Linked DNA regions of Danio rerio: region 2 is linked to region 1. A link is a contact called in public Hi-C data. All regions are on one chromosome and are shown on one strand. The core of a region is the stretch at or near the end of the contact, and the rest is flanking DNA. Distances in the headings are between cores, read along the strand shown.

Evidence for each region. A called contact is a pair of places that touch in the nucleus more often than the background predicts.
Region 2: a contact with region 1 is called in a Hi-C map of an unstated tissue, with 3 times the contacts expected there. The contact joins the promoter of arl6ip6 here to the enhancer-like site in region 1. A contact is called at or near these places in 3 of 18 Hi-C or Micro-C datasets (caudal fin, hematopoietic stem cells and an unstated tissue).

The regions. Positions count from the first base shown.
Region 1 is chr6:14,228,082-14,230,781 of GRCz12tu, reverse strand. It overlaps a transcript of asic4b not described here. Among named protein-coding and RNA genes, the nearest start is that of ino80db, 27 kb to the right of the region's middle. Within about 2 kb of position 1,406, at least 14 of the 62 cell types and tissues checked have an H3K27ac peak or open chromatin away from gene starts, as enhancers often do.
Region 2 is chr6:14,344,023-14,346,722 of GRCz12tu, reverse strand. It overlaps arl6ip6 (ADP-ribosylation factor-like 6 interacting protein 6), which reads left to right and starts at 1,271. Exons shown (of 4, transcript NM_001089501.1): 1 at 1,271-1,747; 2 at 2,134-2,187; 3 at 2,268-2,400. The coding sequence starts at 1,462. It also overlaps a transcript of asic4b not described here.

The DNA of each region.
Region 1 (2,700 bases), core at 157-2,656:
CGGCTCAGTTGGCGTTTCTGTGAGGAGTTTGCATGTTCTCCCTGCGTTGGCGTGGGTTTCCTCCGGTTGCTCCGGTTTCCCCCACAGTCCAAAGACATGCGGTACAGGTGAATTGGGTAGGCTAAATTGTCCATAGTGTATGAGCGTGTGTATGAATGTGTGTGTGTGTGTGTGTGTGTGTGGATGTTTCCCAGAGATGGGTTGCGGCTGGAAGGGCATCCGCTGCGTAAAAACCTGCTGGATAAGTTGGCGGTTCATTCCGCTGTGGCGACCCTGGATTAATAAAGAGACTAAGCCGACATGAATGAATAAATGAATGAGAGAGAGATGTTAATGGCCTGGTCTGATCCAATTCAGTGATTTATAAGCTAAAAGTGCTGATTGTCTAAAATGGCCAAAATGAGCCCTTTTTCCACACAAAAAAAAATGTGGTGTTCCTTTAAACAAGATTGTCATCCTAACAAATAGAGTAGTGGAGTTCAGCAGGGCACTGCAACAAATGTCAAATAATATGGGGACAGTTTGGTCACTAGCTAAATATTGTGTCAGCAAACTCCCAAAGCCGCGAACCCACACGAAGGCTACAGCAGACACGAAGAGGCTGCTGAACGGCTAAAAAAGCATTTGGTTATTGGAGTGAAAGAACCGCGTGGGTGTTAAGGGCGATCCATTTTCTGAGGCATTGTGCAATGTGTTCGCTCACCAGTTTACCTCGGTGCCTGCGGGTCAAGAGGCCTTAACGCTCACAGATACGTGCAATGCGCCATTGTGCACTGGACCACTTTGATACTTACAAACGATTGCGCTTGGAGAAGCTGTTCATGTGGAATCATGGGGGCGTTAAACCTTGTCATGGCCTAACAGCAGCCCTGGCATATCTGGAGCCATAATGATAAGATCTCATCACTGTGACAGTTTATGCAACTGCCATTTCCCTCTGCCAGTCTCTCTATCCTCTCCCTCCCTTTCAGTTCTGCTCGCTCCCCTCACCCAAAAAAAAATTAAATAATAAAAACACGTTGAGAGAAACCGCCTTTATCGCATTTTTTCGGCACCTGCTTCAACAATAGTTATGTGGCAAACACGTCCGTGTGCGAGGTCGCAGTTGTCATGTCACTGGCCGTAATAACATCCATTACATCAGACTCAATCAGCGCGTCCCCGGAGACGGCAGTCCATGATTAACTGGTCTGTCACCCATCATTTGACGCGCCATTTGTCAGTATCACTCTGCGGCGCGTCGGGTAGGGTAGTGCTTCAAACTGAAACATTACCGCAGAAGGCACATGCTAAGAGGACTGTGCTATGAATGTTTTAGCAGACGGCGACTGCAACGCTACAACAGAAATAGAAACAGCGCCAGAGTTGAAGGCAGCCAGGCAGGCACTTGGAGCGGGAGTACAGTATGGGAGCCGTTGCTAGGTAACGCCAGAGCCCCGGGCGCGCGCGCAGGAGCATCCCCGCGCCCCTCTAAGCGGTTTGTTAAAGGAAAATAGATTTGCATCAGCCCTGCTGCTGCTGTCATTATGAGCGGTATCGTCGTCACCTTGAAACACTTGTTTCGCGGTGAATGTGCAGACCTACTTTTAGCAGTGGACAAATGCTCAAAAAAGACTTGTTTCCCAAAATCATCTCTTCTTCACAAATAGCAGGGGAGAGTGGGGACGGTTTTAAGTTGAAACGATGGAATGAACAATGGATCGAACGATGTACAATACCCAGATAGGCAGCATACAAATGTGGGCTACTTAGGTAGTTATGCGGCACTGGTGGTCTTCTTTCGGCCCAGACAAAATGAATATGAGCCTGAAGTGGCCCACCTGTACAGAGGCAAAAGGGGGCCAAAGATTCCAATTCATATATGGGCCATTTAAGGCAAAGATTTGGTACTTATGGCATGTGGGCCACAGTTGGCAAAAATGTGGCATAGTCATTTAAAGGTAAACCTAAAATGGCTTACACGTGTAGGTGCAAATGTGGCCCAGTTATCTTAAGACATGGGCCACTTTTGGCAAATATTTGGCACAGTAAACTCTGGATAATGCAGCTGTGAGCCTAAATTTGCCCAGAGAAAATATGAAAATATAGCAAATGTGGCCCAGGTATTTTAAAACATATGTGGGCCACTTTTACCAAATATTTGGACCAGTGGCTAATGCGGCTGTGAGCCTAAAGTGGCCCAGAGAAAATATGGCAAATGTGGCCCAGTTATTTTAAAACATATGTGGGCCACTTTTGGCAAATATTCGGCACAGTAAGCTCTGGCTAATGTGGCTGTGAGCCTAAAGTGGCCCAGAGAAAATTTGGCAAATGTGGCCCAGTTATTTTAAAACTTATGTGGGCCACTTTTGGCAAATATTCGGCACAGTAAGCTCTGGCTAATGTGGCTGTGAGCCTAAAGTGGCCCAGAGAAAATATGGCAAATGTGGCCCAGTTATTTTAAAACATGTGGGCCACTTTTGGCAAATATTTGGCACAGTAAGCTCTGGCTAATGTGGCTGTGAGCCTAAAGTGGCCCAGAGAAAATATGGCAAATGTGGCCCAGTTATTTTAAAACTTATGGGGGCCACTTTTGGCAAATATTCGGCACAGTAAGCTCTGGCTAATGTGGCTGTGAGCCTAAAGTGGCCCGGAGAAAATATGGCAAATGTGGCCCAGTTATTTTAAATCATATGTGGGCCACCTTTGGAAAATATTTGG
Region 2 (2,700 bases), core at 22-2,521, 120 kb before region 1:
CATACTCTAATATACAGTAATAATTTACTGCAGTAGCCTATAGTTCAAAAAAACTATAGTATTTTACATGTAACGGTTGTTTCAAACAAGGTAGCAAATACATTAAAAAACATGAGATACTAATTTCAATAGTCTATTTATGTAATGTAGTATTTCACTGATTTAATTGAAAAGTATATTTTTCATTTATCATCTCTTTAGAATGGTAAATAATTTTTTATTTGCAAAAAACAGTAACAATATTTGTATACAATACAGAATATGAATTACGAATTTAGAAAGAAAGAAAGACAGAAAGAAAGAAAGAAAGAAAGAAAGAAAGAAAGAAAGAAAGAAAGAAAGAAAGAAAGAAAGAAAGAAAGAAAGAAAGAAAGAAAGAAAGAAAGAAAGAAAAAGAAAATGATATAAACTTGAGGGTACAGTAAGCCGTTTAAGAGTCATTCATTCATTCATTCATTCATTCATTTTCTTTTTCAGCTTAGTTTCTTTATTAATCAGGGGTCACCACAGCAGAAGTAATCCCCCACTTATCCAGCATATGTTTTTATGCAGCGAATGCCATAGATAGATATTGTGTAACACTTTATGTAATTCTTTAACTTTGCTGGGAACACAAAATTTGTAAAGTAAGAGCTAAGCCTTTTTCCAATCAATTTTATCTATTACAGAATTCCAAAGAAATTTCCCCCTCAGAAGGATTCTTTTCTTTGACTGAAATTTCTTATATTTTTATTACTACAATTTAGGTCGTAAATGCCTTTGTCCTCAACTAGGTTCTTTTTCAACAATCGCTTTAAATGACAAGTGGCATCTCATTAAATGAGCAAGGTCACTTGGTATGGCCTTAATCATAGTATGAATTTCTTCACGAATAACAGGTAAATTATATTTAACCATAAAATCACCATATAAGTAGAAGTTTCCTTGTGGATCAAGTAAGTCACAAAGAGAATACTTTTTTTATGCCAATTCTTATCAAATTGATTGATTCTTTACTAAGAACTTTCGTTGTTCCATAGCTTCACTTTGTTCTATGTGATAATAACAGCGTGTGTTTTTTGTTTAGTGACGTTCGTCACATCCAATCGTACGGTCGTATAGCATGGGTTGTCTATTATGATTGGGCAAGGCGACAATGAAGGCGGTGCTTCACAAACACGGAAGCTCAAACCGCGATGTTTTGAAACTCCCCAACATTCGACAGCTTTCAAATCAACAAGTATTACGTTTAACAAACCCCTGTATAAAGCAAGTATAATTATTGCTTGACATTATAAAACAGTTTTACATACACAGCAGAGGTCGAGTGTAATTGATACGAGAAGTGAGATGAACTAACCAGCGTATTTACTAACAAGTCTGTTTTTCCGTGTTGTCTAGGAAACGGAAACGCGCAAGCTAAAGACGCAGGATGTGACTCGAGCTAACAATTTCAACTTCAGAAGTTAACTGCTGGCGAGCATGCAGCGGTCTGCTAGAGATAAAGACGGCCCGTCGTTGGACATTTATTCTGACGACGAGGAGACGATTGTGTTAGCAGAAAGAAGAACTGCGATGGAGGACACTAATGCAGGTTCAAACGTGAGAAGCGAGAACCGCGGGGCAACGCCTGGGCGGCCACCTGTCCGGCAGAGGTACTGGAGGAACACACACCTGTGGCCCGCTCGTATCGGCTCTGTGCTGTGCAGCATAATCTTCGTATCGTTTATCGCAGTGTTGATCGCATTTCTTTACATCATTTTAAAAGGTAAACACAACTATATCTGTTTAATGCTATGATTCTCTTAAAGGGGCAGTTACCCAAAAATGAAAGTTCTGTAAACATTTAGTTTACCTTCACATGTTTTTTTTTCTTCTGTTGAACAATAAAGGACGATATACCAAATAATGTTGGGTGAAAAACACCTGTATTGACTTCTATATTATTTTTGTTCCTAGTGTGGATGTCAGTGGCTGTTTTTTTTCCAACTTTCTTCAGAATATCTTGTTTTCTGATCAACAAAAGAATTTTTTTTTATTAAAGTTAATGGTGAGGACTTTTTGGGGGTATACTGCTCCTTTAAATTTCCAGCCAGTGCAATGTTATATTTGTTACTGTATGCACAATTTGATTAATAATTCTCTTGATTATAGATTTAAAAACAGAGAAGATAACCACTGAAGATGGATCAGAAGTGCGACTCCTAGGTTGGTCCAGCATAAACCTAAAAGTTTGCTATATACGATATTAAATGGATGTTTTTAAACATGGCTTATTTTTTTTACAGGTTTTTGGAGTATTTTGGTCCTGTCTTCTATGGCTGGAGTTTTGTGTTGCAGTTTCTCCTGGACTCTAACTTACTTTGACTCCTTTGAGCCAGGAATGTTTCCTCCAACTCCTCTTTCTTCATCCAGATACAAGTGAGCATGTTTTATTATTTTTTTTCTTTAATCCTTACTCTAAAATTAAATCACCAAACCATACTATCTAAATCATGTTTGACTATAGTCATGACTATAGTCTTCTGCGAATTAGAACCCAGCCTTTTAATTATTATTATTTAATTATATATTTTTAAACCAAGTTTACATATTTTATCATTTGATCAGTTAGCAGGCTTACATTCATTACGTATGCATAAATTAAATAAAAATGAAATTAACAGCATTATTAAACATATGTCATCAAAATAAGGTCATAGTCCACTGCCAAACATCTTG